Linked DNA regions of Sus scrofa: region 2 is linked to region 1. Evidence: chromatin contacts called from public HiChIP or PLAC-seq data. All regions are on one chromosome and are shown on one strand. The core of a region is the stretch at or near the end of the contact, and the rest is flanking DNA. Distances in the headings are between cores, read along the strand shown. Region 1 holds the start of RNASET2 (ribonuclease T2). Region 2 holds the start of SFT2D1 (SFT2 domain containing 1).

Region 1 (2,779 bases), core at 230-2,729:
CTTCGATGCTTATCCAAAGATCAATGGAAGACTCCGAAAGTTTCTCCAGGGGTGATCGGATGAGAGGCACACCTACCTTTAGAGCCCCTGCTCTTGAATGCAAGTTCCTGTGCCCAACGTGCTGACGTCAAACAAACCCAAACACTGAAATTTGGAGCAGGAAAGGTTTACTGCCAAGAAAGGAGAGCAAGCAGCTCATGCGCTTCTTGACCCACTGGGGTCGGGGCAAAGAAAGGTGTTTTTATAGCAAAAGCGGGGTGAGGGCTGTGCGGTGTGCGCCTTTCCTCTGATTGGTTAGTGGTGAGGTCACAGGGCGGGGCTCCAGGCATCTAGGGCTCCCGCGAAGTTGCCGTCCTGCACGTGCCAGGGGGCCTGAGTTCCCGCGGAGGATGTTTTGGTGTCTATTTATATCTTGAGGAGGAACTGGGACTCAGTTTTACTGCTGCAGCTTCCTGATTGTTTTTCCTTTGTTTCGCGTTCCCTCTCTTCCCTAATTAGCAGCTGCCTGAATCTGCCCTTTGGAACTCAGGGCAGGTCGTGGAGGCTGAAGCCTTTTGCTACAAACCGGAAGCAGGGGCCACAGAAACCCTTTTGTACCCGGGAGGGGCCGGTGGGTTCTGCTCAGTTTCATTACCCCTTGGCAGCAGAGTGGAGAGAGCCGGTTGACAGAGTCACAGAGAACCCAGGGGACCAACCACTTTTCGCAGTTAGGAGGTCACTGGCCATCACTGAAGGTGTAGTTTCTGAGGACAGAGGAGGAGGGATGCGGACTAAAGTCTGAGCCGCAGGCGGCAGGCGGCATAGCAGGAATCTGCTGCCTGCTCCTCCACCCAGCGATCTGAGCCCTGCTCTGATGGTCACGCGTCTCCTGCTCCTCAGGTCCAAGGACGCTCGTTGTCTGCTTGGCGGTAGGCGTGCTGCCACAGGCTTGCTTTTGCATCTGACTGATGGTCCTGGGGGAGGCTCAGCTCTGAAGGGCCTGCTGTTCTACCTAGAGCCATGCGAATGCAGCAGAGACAAATGGACTCGCGTCGGGTTAGGGCAGGGGCCCCCCTCTGGTCTTGGAGCTGGACAGACACCAAAGCCTGGAGACCAAGGGCTGCCCCAGTAGGCCCTGCGGTGGAGAGGACGCTCAGCCCCCATGCCTGCTCTGGTTCTGAGGGTCCTAGTGCCTTTAGGACAGCCTGGCCTCAAGGGAGCAGCCTTCTCCTCTGCACTTCTCTGCGCCCCAAGGCGTTGTGCCTGCACACTTGTCACACACCTTCAGGGGAGCAGCCGTGCCAGGAATCTTCCGGGCTGGACCCTTGGCCTGACCACATCGGCTCCTAGGCAGCTCAACGCGGGGAGGAGGGACCGGGTACCAGGAGCTGAGGGACGGCGGCTTGAAAATTGACTTCACGGGTTCGGGTGAGGGGCGAAGGCGGGCGGGAATTAGGCCGAAAGGGAAGCCTAGTCAAAAAGGCAAAGAGGAAGAACAGACCCGGGCGGCGTGTGTCCTCCCGCGGAACCCGGCCGGCGGCCCGGGGGCGGGGCCTTGGGCGCCGGGGCGTGGCCGAGGCTGGGGGCGTGCCCCGGGCCGGGGGCGTGGCGTCGGGCGCCCTTCGCGGAAACACACCCGGCTCAGGGGACCGCGGGGGTCGCCGTCGGGGTAGCTGCGGGGCGCAGGGCCGGACTCGTGTGCGCCTGGCGAGCCCGGTGAGGCGGCGGGGTCCCTGGAGCTCCTGACGGGAGGGATCCGGGACCCGGGGCCCACTTGGGCGGGGATCTGGGGTCCAGGGCCCGCTCGGGGCAGGGGTCAGGGGTTTCGGACCTGTCGGTGCCGGCCTGGTCCACTGTGTTCCTCGGGGGTGGGCGGGGTTGACCGCGCTGCCCGCAGGCCGCCCGACGGCGTGCGTGATCGGCTTAAGGAAATCTGTCCATTTTCAGGGAAACGCGGGGCCTGGCTCTGGACACGGCCTCGCGCCCTCGGAAAGCCGAGCCTTTGTGCCCCTCCGGGGTCTTCCCTGCCTTCGGCGCGATGCGGCTCCCGGCCGGCCTCGGCGTCCTCTGCCTGGCGCTCTGCTGCCTGGGCGGCGCGCGCGAGCTCTGGAGGTGAGCTGCCTGGGGGGTGCGGGACCCGGGCGGCTGGGGGCTGGGGGGAAGCTGAGATTCTCCCAGGCGGCCGCACGCATTTTGTCCAGGTTCCTGTACGACCCTGGGAAGTTCCAAGTTCCTCCCTCCAGGCCTTCCTCCCCCGCCCCTGGTTCCCTCCTTCCACGCTCTCTCTTGCACTGAAAATCAGGGGTAAACAGGCTCTCCTGGAGGGGGTTCTCATTTTTGACCTTTTTTTTTTTTTTTTTTGTCTTTTTGTCTTTTGTTGTTGCTATTTCTTGGGCCGCTCCCGCGGCATATGGAGGTTCCCAGGCTAGGGGTTGAATCCGAGCTGTAGCCACCGGCCTACGCCAGAGCCACAGCAACGCAGGATCCGAGCCGTGTCTGCAACCTACACCACAGCTCACGGCAACGCCGGATCGTTAACCCACTGAGGAAGACCAGGGACCGAACCCGCAACCTCATGGTTCCTAGTCGGATTCGTTAACCACTGCGCCACGACGGGAACTCCTCATTTTTGACTTTTGTAGCCGGTCTTAGTACCGGGTTTTAAGGCCCTTCTGTTTCATTTGAGTAATGATCATATTAGTAGAAGTTTCATACTTCCTGCAGGAATGGGGCCGTTTTTCTTTTCCGCGAAGCACCATTGCTGTTTTAGTGTTTACTTTTATTTATTTATTTATTTTTT
Region 2 (3,049 bases), core at 405-2,904, 430 kb after region 1:
TAGTTTTTCATCCCTGCTCAGCACCGTAGAGAATAAGAGATGAAAGTCACCGCCCCATGTGAAGTGTTTACACAAGTTCAAAGGTTTGCAGTGTTTGTGCAAAATTGGAAAGGTGGGTTGGACTAGCTGTTCCTCTTTAGGTAGGGTTTCACACTTTTAATTTTTTTTTTTTTTTTTTGTCTTTTTCTCCTTTTAGGGCCACACCCGCGGCATGTGGAGGTTCCCAGGCTAGGGGCTGAATTGGAGCTACAGCTGCCGGCCTACACCACAGCCACAGCAATGCAGGATCTGAGCTGTGTCTGTGACCTACACCACAGCTCATGGCAACGCCGGATCCTTAACCCACTGAGTGAGGCCAGGGATGGAACCCGCAATCTCATTGTTCCTAGTTGGATTCGTTTCCGCTGCGCCAAGAGGGGAACCCCAGGGTTCCACATTTTCAAAGCTGGAAAATGAGCTGAGTGAAAAAAAAAAACACTTCTCACAAGGAAAAAGGAATAAGGCAGCCTTTTGCCTTTTCTTCTGAGGTATTTTGAAGTAAAACTGACCTTAGAACAACAGATTTGAACCGCCTGGGGCCACTTACACGTGGATTTTTTTTTCAATAGTGAATACTACAACACTGTGGGATCCTCTGTGGGTTGAACCTGAGGATGCAGGACCAAGGATACAGAGGAGCGGAGGATGTGGTTGAAGAGGCTGTGCACGAACCACACGCATGGAGAGCTGGCTGGAGGCTGTACACCCACTCTAAACTACAGGGAGGGCCGGAACCCCAACCCCCACAGGGTTCAAGGTCAACTGTTATATCTATTCTTGTTTCACCTTGAAAAGTAGGTGAGTATAACTATCCAGCTCCCAACGCCGCACCACAGGGCAGGGCTGAAGTCAGAGCACAGAACTGCTGGCCCCCAAGGCCTGCCCGCTGTCTCCTTTCAAGCAAAGATATTTTGAGAACTGCAGTTCAGAACCGAACTCCTGCCAGTACCCTCACACTGGCCCCCAGCATTCTTCTGCTGTCAGGTCTGGACGCAGGTCTGTGGCACTGGAGCTCCAGGCTACAGAACCAGTTCCCGCGTCTGAGCCCTGGACCTCGGTCTGCAGGCCTAGACGTCGATCGGGTCAAAGTCCTGGACGTGGGTCTGAGCACTGGGCCTGAGGTCTACAGCACTGGTTCTCGCTCTGCAGTACTGGATGTGGGTCTGCAGCATTCCATGTCGGGCCCGCAGGGACAGACTTCTGGTCCGGGCACTGGATCCCGGGTCCGCAGGTCCGGGCACTGGATCCCGGGTCCGCGGGCCCGGACGTGGGTCCGAGGCACAGGTGAGGATCCCCGTTCGTTGTGTGCATTCATTCAACAAACGCGAGCTGTGCGCCCGCTGGGCCAGACTCCCGTGGGTGGGAGGCAGCGACTGCTGGACCCGAGCGCGGGTGACCTGCGGCTCTCCGCTTCCCTGCGTGACCGCTTCCGCCCCGGGGCCAGGAGGAAGCCAGCGCAGCGCGGAGGCGCAGCCCGACGCGGTTGCCCGCAGCCGCAGGGCTCAGACGGGCCCGCGGCGCAACCCGGCGCGCATGCGCGCGCTGCTACGGCGGCCGCAGGGGCCGCTCCGATTCGCCGGAAGCGAAAGACCCGGACTTCCGGTCGGCCCGTGGAGTTTCAGGTTCCGGGTTTCCGGGTGAACGAGAGCGGCTGGGGAGTGAGTGGCCGCCGCTGCGGCGGGGAGCAGGGCCATGGAGAAGCTGCGGCGGGTCCTGAGCGGCCAGGACGACGAGGAGCAGGGCCTGACTGCGCAGGTAGGGAGCCGGCGCCCGGCCCCGGGGTGAACGTGTGCTGGGGCGGGACCGCGCAGCGTGGGCGGCTGGGCCTCCTCTACCTGCCCAGGTGATGCGGGAGGGCGCCACCCGCCTGCCGGGAAGAATTTGAGGCGCTTTCCAGGTTTTCATGGAGCCCACTTTGGGACCCCCTCCCCCTATTTGACCTTGTGACTTCTAGGGACCCCCTTTACTATCTGTCTCCCTCTCCCAAATAACCTCTCTGCCCCCGTGCTCCTCTTCCCCAGCCTCCGCTTGGTTTCCTGCGCCTGGTGTGGGCTCCGAACTCGGGCTGGCAGCGCAGTAGGTGTGCAGGTACTTGTCCTGCCAGCTGCTGAAGCCGAAATCTTACAGCTTCATTGCATCCTTTAGCCTCGGTTATTAAATGAACTGTTGTGAATGTGTATGTGTCTTTTGGAAGCAGGGAGACCGGAGGGAGAAAAAAAGCAGGTCATTGAGAAGTGAAATAATGCTAAATTAAAAGTTGTCTGTTGAGCCCTGTTAAGGGATTTTTTTTTTTTTTTTTTTAAGAAAAAAAGCAACCCTTGTCTCCATGCTTTACCCAGGAGACTTGATAAGGGTTACTTCCTCTGCTAAGAGGGTTAAAAATAGTGCAGCAGGAACTGCTTTGTAAGTATTTTTGTTATATGCATACTGACAAATTCTCGTTTGCTTGTCACAAAAGTGGAACATTTAAAAACAAAACAATGTTACATAAGGATCTTTTATTTGTCTTTTTTCCTGTCCTAACTTCCTTCCTTGTTGTCATAATTATTCAGCACTTCTTGTGAACAGGATCCTGGACTAGGTAGGCTCTTAGTGTTCTAAGCCTAGAAGTCAAGCATCTCCTCTAAGTGAATTCTAACGAGTTTGGTAAATCATAATGATAATACAAGAACCCATAAATAGTAATATGGGAAACGTACATTAGATAGCCATGGCTTATCCAACTCATTGATTTTTAAAAAAAATTTTTTCCCTGTTTTTGGCCGTACCCTTGGCACTCGGAAGTTCCCAGCCAGGGACCACATCCAAGTCCTATCTGCAACCTCCGCCACAGCTGCAGCAATACCGGATCCTGAACCCCTTGCACGGAGCTGGAAGTGCATGGCAACACCATGGAGACGAGCTGGGTCATTAACCCACTGCACCCCAGTGGGAACTCCCCCACCTCATTTATCAAACCACTGTCTTCTGCTTTACATTCTGTGATAGATCTGTGCTCTGCAAACAGTAG

The links. HiChIP or PLAC-seq counts read pairs in DNA pulled down with a chosen protein or histone mark.
Region 2: a contact with region 1 is called in an H3K27ac HiChIP or PLAC-seq map of alveolar macrophages. The contact joins the promoter of SFT2D1 here to the promoter of RNASET2 in region 1. A contact is called at or near these places in 2 of 5 promoter capture datasets (fetal liver and fetal skeletal muscle), 3 of 47 Hi-C or Micro-C datasets (blood, embryonic fibroblasts and skeletal muscle) and 1 of 2 datasets of contacts at active chromatin or transcription factors (alveolar macrophages).

Annotation. Positions count from the first base shown.
Region 1 is chr1:2,145,228-2,148,006 of Sscrofa11.1, forward strand. It overlaps RNASET2 (ribonuclease T2), which reads left to right and starts at 1,480. Exons shown (of 10, transcript XM_001928085.5): 1 at 1,480-1,695; 2 at 1,927-2,091. The coding sequence starts at 2,018.
Region 2 is chr1:2,575,161-2,578,209 of Sscrofa11.1, forward strand. SFT2D1 (SFT2 domain containing 1) reads left to right here and starts at 1,655. Exons shown (of 8, transcript NM_001244534.1): 1 at 1,655-1,794. The coding sequence starts at 1,732.